2 separate regions of the Pan troglodytes genome follow, and region 2 is linked to region 1. Evidence: chromatin contacts called from public Hi-C data. All regions are on one chromosome and are shown on one strand. The core of a region is the stretch at or near the end of the contact, and the rest is flanking DNA. Distances in the headings are between cores, read along the strand shown. Region 1 overlaps MACROD2 (mono-ADP ribosylhydrolase 2). Region 2 overlaps MACROD2 (mono-ADP ribosylhydrolase 2).

Evidence for each region. A called contact is a pair of places that touch in the nucleus more often than the background predicts.
Region 2: a contact with region 1 is called in a Hi-C map of stem cell-derived neural progenitor cells, with 4 times the contacts expected there. The contact joins two enhancer-like sites. A contact is called at or near these places in 1 of 7 Hi-C or Micro-C datasets (stem cell-derived neural progenitor cells) and 1 of 1 other capture datasets (stem cell-derived neural stem cells).

The regions. Positions count from the first base shown.
Region 1 is chr21:21,738,435-21,745,108 of NHGRI_mPanTro3-v2.0_pri, reverse strand. All of the region lies in intron 5 of MACROD2 (mono-ADP ribosylhydrolase 2), which reads right to left. Among named protein-coding and RNA genes, the nearest start is that of FLRT3, 870 kb to the right of the region's middle. Within about 2 kb of position 1,823, at least 6 of the 24 cell types and tissues checked have an H3K27ac peak or open chromatin away from gene starts, as enhancers often do. A contact at or near this core is called in stem cell-derived neural progenitor cells, where this site is marked.
Region 2 is chr21:22,447,835-22,454,840 of NHGRI_mPanTro3-v2.0_pri, reverse strand. MACROD2 (mono-ADP ribosylhydrolase 2) reads right to left here. Exons shown (of 17, transcript XM_063803023.1): 11 at 2,044-2,106. The region is part of intron 1 of LOC134809177 (a long non-coding RNA gene); the gene reads left to right. Among named protein-coding and RNA genes, the nearest start is that of KIF16B, 640 kb to the left of the region's middle. Within about 2 kb of position 4,885, at least 4 of the 24 cell types and tissues checked have an H3K27ac peak or open chromatin away from gene starts, as enhancers often do. A contact at or near this core is called in stem cell-derived neural progenitor cells, where this site is marked.

The DNA of each region.
Region 1 (6,674 bases), core at 574-3,073:
AGCCTTTGTGCATTGAAGCCCTCTCCTACAGCACTCAGGAAAGCCACAAAAACAGCAATGCAATTTGTACATTTAATCAACATTTCAAATGCAACCCCTTGAAGAGCTATGGAAAATGAGATGGCAGGCCCTTTTGTGCTTCATCAGACTAAAATGTGGCAAGACAAATGGAATCTGTTTTTGCTCATCTATTTCTGAAATCAATCAGTCTGTAAATCAGCTTTTTTGTTCTGAAGAGATAACTATCGCACCACTTTGCACTACCCCACTCCTATTTATCCTGGGACATTAGTCTGAATTATATAGAAAAGGAGGATAGGATATAAGGTTTTCTTTGAAAGAGGTGTGGGGGAGAGCCTACTTTCATTTCCAAAAGTGTAAATTGAAAAATATGTGATTGAAATGCCAAATAAATATTGAAAGCAGTAGAATTATTTACAAAGATTCAATCAGACTTATCCTTGGCAAAACAAATGCAGCAAAAACATTCTGTGAAAAAATATTAGCATAATGAATTTTAAAACAAATGAGAGAGCACAGATAGGTTGCTCTCATCATTTTCCATTTGAGAAGCAACTGCGCTACATTCAAACTGTTAATGAACAGTCAGACCAAGTGTAGAATCAATTACACATTGCTTTCATTCACTCCATTCTTGTATTCATAAGCATAATCGGTCCTTCTAACAGACTGCATAATAATGCTGTGCCTTGTCAATCATATCAAATTGCATGAATTTTAAGAAGAAAACCAATGCATGGAATTAAACTGATTTTCTTTTTTAGAGATACAACCACAAAACTGAGCACTAAAGGTACTATTTGTAAATCTTATTGGCCAATTTATATGATAAGCACCACCAATCTATGACCTGAAACAGAATACTTGAATTTCAGTTAACAGAAAATTGAATTACCACCTGATAGCATTACAAAGTAAATGCTGCCTTTTCTTTCCACATAGGTCAGTGTTTTCATATACACATTTCAAAGTTTGTTTTTATTATATTTCAAGAAACAATCAATTGTCTATAAGATGTTCCTTTTCAATCTGCCAAAGATATCATTGAAAATGTACTTCAACACACCCTGCAGCATTTTTCTAAATTCGGATTACTCTCATACATTTCTTCAGCTGTATGAAGGATTTCTGTCTATGTCCAGAAAGACTATAGTCATTCAACTTTTTGCATGAGTTTGGGATAAACTAGAATTCACAATGTTATTTTTAAATCTAGTTTCCTTTGAGTTTGTGAGTTGACCCATTGCTGTTTTTCACTGTTCTTGGTTACAAAGGGCTTTTGGTTTACCTCTCTCACCCTCCTTGATGCTATGGTTCTCTAAATAAGATATCTATGTCTAAGGTTACATACACAGCAACTAAACATTTGCATTTTACAGTTGATAGAGGCATACAGAATGCACTGCCAAAGCTCAAATGCATACTTACAGCTCAACTGGAAAGTTGGTTCCATTTTCATATGAGAATGTGATAATGTTATTATGTTTGGGGCATCATGTGCTGATAATATGTTTTATTCTTCATTGACTTCAAAGCTGTGATGTTTTAAGCCCACGTTATAAAATATCATTCAATCAATTTCTACCAAAATGCCATCCTCTATATTAAAAAAGAAAGAGGCAAAGCTCATGTTTAATTTTTTATCAGCTCTCCCTTTCCTGCACAAATCTATTTGAGACTGACCTTGTTGATGGGACTGTATCCTGTTTCAAATTGGACTCCTACATGTAAGGGTCCCTTTTTAATAACACAGATTGAAACTCATGGAAAAGGGATATCCTGTGGTCAGCCATTGATAGTTTTGAGATTCCACAGGGTATTGGGGGCATCTGCATCACAATAGTGTTATTTCCAACAGAGAGGGGTCTCAGAGGAAATGTGGGAAGCTGAATTATCTGCAGAATTCCAACATTTCATGTCATTTTAGAATGAACCCAAAGAGAACACATCCCAGAAGGAAGTGAGTCAAATGCATGGCATTTCTAGTGCTTCAATAGCAGGGGTGAGAGGAGGTGAAGGTCCAAATAGACAATATGACTGTTTCAAGGAAGATGATAATAAGATCTTTGTTCTGGTTCAAGAGATGTCAGCAACTTGCAGCCTTTTCAGAGAGATGCAAAACCAGTATTTTATTAACATGCAAGGAGAAAATCAGCTTTAAAGACTCTATACTGTGGGTAAAATGAATGAATGTTAGTCCCCACTGCAAGGGTAATTCTACAAATGCAGAATCTAGGCTGGGACTGAAATGTGCAGATGGGTCAATGTCGGGACACGCAGGCTGATGCTGAGGTTGCATGTGCTTGTTGTCAGCATTCCTTTACCACTCCCGTGCCACCACACGCCTGGACAAGAAAGACTCTTCTGCAATCATCCACTCAGTCATTAATTCTGTCCTTTATATAATACATATTTAGTGAGAACCCACTATGTGCCAGTGCATAGGGCAATTGTTCCATGACTCTCACCAAACAGGTCTGTGCTTTTCTGACTACAGGACTTTCCCCATTTCTGGAGAGCACCCCCATTTTTTTCTCTGAAAATTCTTCTTATGAAATAGTTTCTCATGGAGATTCCTACACTGTGAAGAATTTCGCTTCCTTAAAGATGAGATCCATAAATTCCTCTATATGAACAGAGTTTGAATTCACTTCACCTCTGTTGCTCTATAATATCACTTATGATAAACCATTAATATGACTTTGAACACGAACATTTCTGAGAAGTTTCCATCGGTCAGAGCTCTCCAATCACATAGTATCCTGCCTTAGGCGGCAGGGAATGCCCTATCATTCAAGACAATCCGATATGACTACCTATGTCCCAAGATTCTTGCTAACTCTGCAATGTCATGATTCTGTGATTTCTGTTTTCCTGCAGTGACTCGATGCTTCCACTGCAGGGAATATGACAAATCTATGTCTGTGTTTCCCACAAAGCCAAGAATTCTATGGGAACAGTTGCTTAATGGATAATTAGTGAATCTGTGGGTGATTAAATAAAAGTTGGCCCGATATAATCAATCTAATCAGGAATGATGTACCAGATTACAGAAAACAATGAGGTAGAAGGGATAATCTAGACTGGGCAAGCAATGGCATCTAGTTATACTGGTTCAGCTCATTCAGCATACATTTTATAGAGCTGAAAAGCTGTTTCTTCATAGAAAGACTCATCAAAACCTCATCAAAAATCTCCTAATGACTGCACTATGGAAGATTTAAAAATAAGATTCTAACACTATCACACTCTTTAACAAAAGCTATGAGATTCTATCCAAAGACTCAAACAGAAAAAAAAAATGTGCAGCGATCCCTTTGCCTTTTTTTTTTTTTTTCAGGAGATGATTAAATAAGTGCATTCTCTAAACCTGTCATTTCCCTCATCTGCATATTGCTCATTTTAGAATAAATCTGCTTTGTTTTAGAGATAGGTTTTGGCTCTCAAATCACAAAATGGAACATGACAGACTTTCTAGACACCCTCTGAAGGAATTAATGGACTCACTATTCACATTTCTTTAAAAAGTAGCATTTAGATATAATGAATCCACCTCTCCACCAAAATAAAGCGGATCTGATTTCTCTCTGAAATTGATCCATTCATAGGACAGCTCTGCACTAAACCTAGGCTCTACATCTTCACTCCAGGCCCTACATCTCATTTTCTTAAGGAACTGTTGTATTTAGAAAAGACAAATGAGAAGAGGCTACTTCAAGAATTACATTAACATAACTTCTAGCCAAAAGAATATGTGAAAATTTCTATACTGTGAAGTTACATTATTTTACAAGTTCAACTTATTTAAATTCAACAATATGAACAAAGTGTTGGTGGAGTGAGAATGATAAAATATTTAAATAATAAGGGCAATTTATTTAAATGAGTGAGTGTTACAGCAGGAGTAGGAGCAGGTTGGCTTACATTGCTGGACCCCAGTAGATCAGTCAATATCCTCACCTACTTTTCAGAGATAATGGGTTTACTGTGCACTAGAGCTATTTTCAAACTTTCTGGTGACACTTTCAGAACTGCTGCATTATAGCTTCTCACTGTGCAGATCTAATAAATAATATGTACTTTTCCAATGCAAAATGAACATCATTAACTATTTTATCTGTCCTCAAGTTTGAAGAAACAGTGATGTCTTTCGACTCCATAGGGAGAATCATTTGTATTGAACTTATTTTGAACTGGTATGTCACCAATTTCACTTTTATGTAGGTTAAGGGATTTCTTTTTTTTTTTTTTTTGAGACGGAGTCTCGCTCTGTCGCCCAGGCTGGAGTGCAGTGGCGCTATCTCGGATCACTGCAAGCTCCGCCTCCCGGATCACTGCAAGCTCCACCTCCCGGGTTCATGCCATTCTCCTGCCTCAGCCTCCTGAGTAGCTGGGACTACAGGCACACGCCGCCACGCCTGGCTAATTTTTTGTATTTTTAGTAGAGACGGTGTTTCACCATGTTAGCCAGGATGGTGTTGATCTCCTGACCTCATGATCCACCCACCTCGACCTCCCAAAGTGCTGGGATTTTTAAGAGTAATTTTAACTAAATGCAATTGTTTTTTGCTCAATCTTCAAAATCCAGAGTAATTGCTTTTTCCTCTTCTTTGAGATAATCGGGGTATTTCCACTCACCATCCTCTTGAGAATGGAAATGCATTTCTTAAAGAGTTTGCAAAGACTCAAGGAAAAAAGTCCAACATGACTGCTATCAGATACGCTGATTCACATGGAGAAGAGAAGGTTGGGAGCAGCTTTTTAAACAAGAATTCTATAAGACATCATGGAGTAAAGCCAAGAGATATTCTTTGGGAACATGAATTCCCATGCAAAATCATGACAGTAGTTTTACTTCCTCATGCTTACTCCTTTGCAGAATGAATTAGAGGCTACAAAAGGGAAGAGATCAGCTGACATGAAAGCAGAGTCGAAGGCATGAAAAAGAGAGGCAGACCGTTCAAGAATCTTAGAGTTGAACTGGCAAACTGTGATGATGGTTTTAGAGTGGGTGGGAAAAGAGAAAACAAAGTGTAAAAATTGATTTCAAGGAGCTTGACTCTAAGTGACTGAGTTAGTAACAGAAATAGGGAAATATAATGGAAATAGAATTGGGGTGTGAGTTACTGCAGTGCTTGTCAGGTCTTCTGAGAGCCTATCCTCAACGTAGAAATAAGATGCAGAAAGGGGACAAGAATAAGAGAAGTGTTAGTTAAGAGTAAAAGAAAAAAGGACAATAAAAAATAACTCATTTTGTTCAGTATCAAGACAGATTTTCTTTTTTAACTTTTCCCTTTCTTTGCCTATTTTGGGCCTGACATAGAATCAGTGAGGGGAAGAGAATATATCACTGAGCCTTTCAAACATAATTCATTACGAGACTAAGAGCACAGAGGTCAACATGTGCCTCTGCAAGATTATTTAGTAGAAACCATTAATGTAAAACCACTCAAAGAAAACCAAGAGACCTTTCCACAGTAATTCAGATGCCAAGAATGAAATGTTTGCATGCAGGCTTTGATGAGTATCAGGTTTAAAAAGAAAAAAAAAACCTGAAAATAAATAATATCTGGTGACTGGCTCCCTGATAATATACTGTTGTCATGCAGGTCAATTAATAAAAATTTTCGTTCTTTATTTAGAAATGGGGTTGTGGTTGAGATGATATGAGAAAATGGCTTGAGAGGCACTATAATGAAAGAAATTAGCGGCATTAAAAATGGGAAGATTTGGTATGAGTAGGAAAATATGTTACACAGCAGTATCTAACAATATCAGAAAAAAAAAGATCAATAGAATGTGTAATTATTATCAGACAGCATGATATCAGGAGAGAGTAAGAAAAACAAGTCTCCATAACCCAACAGCACACTCCACTCACTCACTGTGTGAACTGGGGCAAATTACTTTTTTTCCTCTCTGAAAAATAGGATAATATCTGCTTGTCAAGTTTGTTGTGTGGGGAATAAATTATGTATTATATGTGAAAGCATCAAGTTGAGTACCTGGCATGTGGGAGGTGATGAGAAGTATTACTTATCACTAGTACTTCTACGTAGTTGCATTTACCACGTGCATAAATGGGATAGGAATACATTCTTCTCTATTTAGTCAGTATTTCATCATTATACTCTCAAAGTTCATGATTATACATATTAACCAATTATGTCAGAACTGACATGTTACTGGTTTCTTTGCTTCTACTACTTCTTGGATGCCTGGTCTTCTCACTCTTAAACTCATTTTTTGTTGTTGCGGGTGTATATTCTTGAGTAATTCTTTCAGAGATGGTCTGTGGCTGGAAATTTCCTAAGCCACTGCATTTCCAAATGTTTTTAATTTGTTCTCAATTCTGAATGCTGTTTTTCTGACATATATGCTTCCAGGTTCAAAATTAATTTTTCTCAAGAAAGATGTAAAATACGTAGTGTGTCAAACAATGACAAGTGCTAAGGAGAAAAATGAAGCAAAGAAAAAGGATAGACTGTGGTGAGAAGCAAATGGGCAGAGAATGTGAGGAGCAGTTTCACGGGCGTCTTCTGAGAAAAGCGCTTACTCTCAAAATAAGATGAGTGAGGAAAATAATCCCCATCATTTCTGCCTTTGACTTCTCAGTGTGAAAGTTTGTCGCTGTCACAGTCAGCTTACTGTCA
Region 2 (7,006 bases), core at 3,636-6,135, 710 kb before region 1:
TGACACTGGCCAGGATTATAGGTGGACTCTGCCATTGGCCTCTGTGCCAGCCGGCGAGCTCACTTGGAAAAGCAAGGGGAGTCACTCAGGGATGCATTTAGGACTCTTCTTCACATTGAGAAGTGCCCCTATTGTGGTGATAACGCTATCAGATTCAAGGGCTGGAGAAGAGGGCTGACATTCTACCACTCCCTCCTCACAGGCAAAAGGATCTCAAATCTACAAACTACTTGTTCTCAACTGGTTAAAGGGAAAAGATGAATAAATCAAACACAGGCAAATGTGAGTGCATGCATACATGTGTATGTGAGTGCATGCATATGTGTGTGTGAGTGTGCGTGTGTATATGTATGTTCAGGGATGGGAAACAATCTCTGTCAATAAGGACACTTTGGGCCTGGGTGTGGTGGCTCGTGCCTGTAATCACAGCACTTTGCGAGGCTTAGGCGGGCAGATCACTTGAGATCAGGAATTCGAGACCAACATGGTGAAACCCTGTCTTTACTAAAAATAAAAAAATTATCCGGGCATGGTGGTGCGTGCCTGTAGTCCCAGCTACTTGGGAGGCTGAGGCACGAAAATCCCTTGAACACAGGAGGCAGAGGTTGCAGTGAACCGAGATTGCACCACTGCACTCCAGCCTGGGTGACAGAGCAAGACTCCATCTCAAAAAAACAAAACAAAACAAAACAAAAAACAAAAAACAAAAAAAAAACAGTTTGGGACACGATAGTGAGTGAATAAAACCTTTGAAACCTCAACAGTCACAGAATGGCCTCAGCTGTCAGCAGTTTGTTGACTAATACTTGTCAGCCCCAAACAATAAAAACAGTGACAGCTTTTCACTCATCTGCTATGGAGCAGAATGTGTGGGTTGGGGGTGGGGGAGGGTTGGATAACAACAGTTTTCTGCATCAGAAATTCATTTCATTGTAAGGACTATCTTGCAGCAAAGGACGCCGGCCGACCCAGTCACAGGTACACAAAGTCCTTGCTGCCTTGCTTCAGTGCTTTCTCTGATTGGCCTTCTTCAATTCCGTCTTCCAGGTTAATAATAAAAGCTTCCAGATCCCTAGCAAAATCTCCCAGGTTAATGTAAGAAGTTTACAGTGAAAAACTTATCACACTACCTGGTTTAATTCCAAGAGTTCAGCATATGGCCTAGGATGTGCTTGGCAAACAGTAGGGCTCACTATTTCAAAAGTGCCCCTCCATGGGGCTTATTAGAGTTGGGAGAATAACTGGGAAACTAAAGGGAACAGGGATTTTTATTTTTATTTTTTTGCTGGTTATGTTGGTGAGTGAATGATTGTGCCTACCATTCTTTTAAAGGAGAGCATGACTGAGTACAAAAATGGATAGGAAGAGCTAATAAATCACAGGTGACTTCAATCCCTTTTGAGCCTTAAGTGCTATTTTATTTTAAAATGTTCAATTTATAATCTACAGTGTGGAATATATAAACTTTCAATGGACACATCTGTCCTTTAGTGAACAGAGGGGGTGTCAGGAAGGGTTTAGATCTTACTTAGAGCTCTGTGTGTGGGGTAGTCAGGGCCATCGCACCATCTCCTGCAATATGCAGAGAAATAACCTGAAGCATAGCTCTTCAAAATTTAATGCAATACACTAAAGAACATTCTACTCACTGTGCAGGCCAAGCCTCTTCTTCATTTCCTTTCATCAGTTTTTATTTCATTTTTTCCCTCAAGCTAAATGTACTAATTTGAGCTTGACCTAACTCAGCCAAGCTCTGCCTTGGCACTTTCAACCTCCGCCCGTCCCTCTTAGAGCTTTGCCAGCCAAACTGTTATAGGGCAGAAAATTGAATTGGTGAATGAGATGTGAGAATGTGTCACTCTGTTTGAAAGCACTCAACTCATAGTTATCGGAGATGGTGGCTTCCTGAGGGAGACCCTGAATGAACACTGGAGTTCATCTGGTGAAATGTATAAGCATTTTCAGACAATAGCATTGAGTGAAGTTACTGTTCACCTCTGCAGATGAGGCCTAGGTGACTTCTCAAAAGAAATCTGAGCCTACCTGCATCTTGGCTCTGCCCTTCCATTTCTTCCACACTTTGCTTCTCCTCTGGACCGTTCTCATCTTTCAAGAAAACCACAGAGGAAAAAAAATGCATCAAGTCAATTTGTGAAATATCTCTTTACGGCTAATATGCAGCACTGAAATTAATTGTAACCAATGTAGCATGACTCCCCATAAAGCCAGGCAGAGAGATGAATCAGAGGCATGAAACAGAAAAATTACCTACATAAATAAGTGCATTTATACTCATCCCTTCTCACATGATTTGCTAGATGAAATGTTTAACTGCAGTAAACAAAATTCACTCAGCAGTCCCGGTAACAAGTCTCTCCTTGCTCGGCATTTCCCAAAATATAATAGAAACTTCAACTCCAGTCCACTTTTCTCCCTTGACTTAAGTAACATGCACTGTGTAAGGAAGGTTGGCTAAGTTTCTCACCCTTTATTTCTCTGTATGATATATGCTGCAAAAAAAAGGTCAATTTTCACTTAACTTCCATACGGCAGTCTAACATACCTATGCTATAAAATATTTTGTCTTGAACAGATTATGTTGGTTGAGTTTATGCTATCATATATAGCTATCTGAAAAATAACTGGTCAGGTGCAATGAAGGCTGTATATTAGCAACTATCTGAAACTTTCTTTTTTCTTAAAATAGCTACTATATCTGTGGATTTATCTGTAGAAATAATAAGCTTTTTGAAGGTTAAGTATAGGCATGGTTTTATAACTCATTGCTGGGAGGGTCTCCAAATTGCTTTTGGTTTGGAAAATGAAGCAAATAAAAATGATGAATTTATACAAAGACATAAGAATAAAGTATAAAACATATAGTGAAGTACAGAAAACAGAAGCAGAAGTTACCAACCAATATTCATGTGGGTTAAAGATGGCCACAAATGCTTTGTCTCTGAAGGAGTGGAGCCCATTCCTTCTCTTTAAGTCCTGACTGGCTGTGAAACTTCTTTAGACCAATGAAATATGGTGGAAGTGATATTCTGGGACCTACAAGCTACCCTGCAAGATCTGGCAGCCTCTACTTTCTCCCCCTGGGAAGCCAGTCCCCATGCTGTAAAGAAGTTGAAGCTGGCCTGCCAAATGGAGGGAGACACATGGAGAGAGGGAGAAAAGATGTGTGGGGAGCATGAAGGGCCAGACCTGTGAGCCAAGCCTTCTTGAACCTTTCCACCCTGCCAGCTGCCAACCAAATGCAGCTGAGCAGTGACCTCAGCCAGTGTCACAAGGAGCAGAAGAGACATCCAGCTGAGCCCTTTAAAAATTCCTGACCCACAAGCAGGACTGAATCACTTAACGTTGTCTTGCTTGAGTGCTTTGACCCGCCATCTCCTCCTCCTACCAACTCTTAATTCCGAGGCAAGAGAATCCTCCCAAGAGGAGGCCACTAGTAGCAGAGCTGAAACAAAAGCCTCAGAAGCAGTGGGGAAGCATTTTACCTGCAGCTCTGGAAAACAACCTATTGAAGAAAGTTTCAGATGGGGAAACATTTAGATTTGACCTAAATGGGGAAAAAAGTTTATAATAGAAGGACAAAAAAAGAAAAAAGAATGATACTCTGAGGTTGGCGAAGAATGCAGTCAATAAATATACGTACAGGATCCCCTGTGTTGGCTTAGCCCTGTGCCGTTTGTGACGGTGGACACAATATAACTACTTTTTTTTTTTTTATAGACACAGAGCCTTGCTGTGTTGTCCAGCCTGGAGTGCAGTGGCATGTTCATAGCTCACTGCAGGCTTTAACTCCTGGACTCAAGCGATCCTCCCACCTCAGCCTCCTGAGTAGCAGGGTCTACAAGGCACATGCCACCAAGCCTGACTAATTTTTTATTTTTTTGGAGAGAAAGGGTCTTGCTTTGTTGCCCAGGCTGGTTTTGAACTCCTGGCCTAAAGCAATCCTCCCACCTTAGCCTCCCAAACTGCTGGGATTACAGGCATAAGACACCACACCTGGCCTGAATATAATATGAGAACCTGGGGTGGCTCTGCATGCCACTTAAATTCAGTGTTCTAAATGGCATATTTACAAGTACTACATGATTATCTGATATTTTCCCTGTTCTGGTTCTCCATGAAGGAAACAGCATTGGCCTTTGCTTAGGGAGGAAATAGTCACTTCTGCTGTTCTTGCTGTCTTAACAAGGCCAAGTTGGTGCAGGAGCATGTGCCAAAAACTTAGCCAATATCTGTCCCTTTCCTCCCACCAAATGGACTCTGAGTCAAGCAGGAAAAATCTGCCAGCTTCTCTGTCTCCCTCAAAAGACAGACCTTTTAACACATTTCACAATAGCCATGAAGTTTGCAGGTGACAAGCTTCCTTTGAAATTACTCTGGTTACCACATCTTCTACAGAGTAGGGGTAGGGAGATTACTTATGAAGTGAGGAAGATAAGAAGGGAAAGAAAAACAGCAGTTAAATTACAGAAAGGTGAGGAATTGGTTCTAATAGTTGTAAATGCATAAGAAGGAAATCCATGGTCAGACCCTGAAATCCAGCTTTCTAATAGTAACAACCAGTCTGGCAGTTTACCTAGTCTACTGCTTCTGGGTTTTTACCCTTAGTTCCTTGTGTGCTACCCCCCTCCCTAGAACAGACATCTGAGTGGCATGCTTTTGTTTTCTCTTTGAGTCTCAGTGGCACTGTTTTCTATTTGCAGTATTTCTGCCCTGGGGAAGCAAACTCAAGAAACACTTGGCACGTTTATCACAGAGCAAATTCTTTCTAGAAGAATGCTGGATTTGCCATTCCAGTAACATGTCCTCAGATAAAAAGGTCCAGGTATATTGCTTTCATCAATTTCCAAGACAGTGCATCCTCAAATCCAGCAGGGGGAACCAATGTAGAAGGCTTATTTTCCAAGCCCAGCATATGCATTCTTGGGCAATTAGATTAGTCATTCATTTCATTCTTTTAGAAGGACATTTTGGCTGGCTTATAACTTTCCATCCATTTTAAATGCTGCAAATGGGTGAGTTCTTAGTGAAATAGGGGGCTTCCACTGGTAGAAAAAGCAAGGCACATTAACACAGTTACCCGTAAGTCTTTGATAAGGACAAGCTTTCTTTTTTATCAGCCTTGTCTGTCTAGCTATCGTCACAGGAAGCACATAAACAATAAAAAGTTAAGTAGAGGGATGTGTAAACTTGAGGTTTTTAGAAGGGATTTTAAAAGCCTTACAATAACGGTGAAGAAATATAGGGAAGTGCGAGGCTATTTTGTTAGCTTAAATAATGCCACATAGAAGCTAAATGTTCTCAGTTAATATTCCTTTAAGATCACATATTTACTTCAGATGATAAATTTCCATAGCATTCATGTCGAGTGTGATATAACACTTTACTTTCCCATGCTGAAAAAGCACAGAAACCTGTGAGAATTCTACTGGTTGTGTCCTTCTAATTTCTCCCATATTAGTACTCTGCCTCCTACTCTTTCAACCAATATTTATCGAATGTGTACTGTTTGCAAAAACATTGCAGAAATTTTATAGAAATAAAATAAGAGGCTCCTGCTGCAACGTGACTATGATAAGAAAGCAGTCCATGTTTGACTCTACATGGGAGAGTTTTGTAAGGGCAAAATCTCAACAACATGATCACGGATTGCTATCCTGATATTTGTAGTTCCTTTTGTGAACGCTACATGGTGATAGGAAGATAAACAAGACATAAGTCTAAATAAATCCATCGCTATACTGGGGAAACAATCTGATGTGTACTTCCTGCTGGTATACTGCTGTCTTTTCTTCTAAAGGTCTATAGATTTCTGGGCACAGACAGACTACGGACAATTCAAAACCAGTGCTTTGCAGATTAGATTATTGGTCTTAATTCTTCAGTCCCCTATAATAAGATTGTGTGTATATGTGTATATATATATATAAAATCAGTGTCCTCCCACTGTGAGCAGAGAATATTTCCATGCCATTGATGTTGGACTTGACCATGAGACTTAATTTAGCTAATGAAATGCTAGTGGAGAGAATGTGAGCAAAGGATTTACATGGGCTGCATAAAAGGATTTGTTGCTTGTGTTCCTGACATTTGCCATGACAAGAAGATGCCCCTGTAGCTCTTGGCTTAAGGAGGATGAGAGATACATGGAGCAAGTTTGAACCCAAGTCACAGTCTGGAACCAAGCCCAAGCAACTCACAGCTTGCAGTAGAACCACCCCACTGAGCCCAGCCTACATCAGCTGAACCATAGTCATCTTACAGACCTGTGAGCATGAGAATAAATATTTTTGTTGTAGGGGACTGCATTTTGGGGTGATTTATTGCACAGCATTATTATGGCAATAGCTGATTAATACACATGTTTATTTTTGTCAGCTCAGGAAGGCTTTAAGTTAACTTTAAAAAAAATTAGCACTCTTTTATAAAAAAATCTAGTCTTTAATTTTGTATTTCCCCATCTATATTTTCATCTCATATGTTCCAAAATTCTCTAGAAGGTACATATTTGAAAAGTAAAATTAGCTGATATAACAGAGGAATGCTCTTAAAGAGTCTGCACTGCCATCAATATAATGATGTTTATGGTTTATTTAACTATAGAGCTCTATGAGCAACAGAATATTAGCTAATACCAGCTAACACTTATTGAATATTGCATATGTTCCACTCAGTGTCTAAATGCTTTGCAAAGGTTATCAAACTTCATTCTCATAAAAACTGCACGAGGCAGGTATTATTATCTGCATTTCATGGATGAGACAACTGAGACACAGGCGTGTTAAGATTCCACAGCTAGCAAGTGATGGCAGCAGGGGACAGTTTCAACCCAGCCTTAGCTGATGTTGGGGCCTATTACTGCCTACTTAGAAATGTAACTATTTATTGTCTGGGTAAGATATGTAAATTATGAAACAGCAAAAATGTGGGAAATGATAATCTCATCTGGATTAACTCAATTAACATTGAACACAACATATATTGAGAA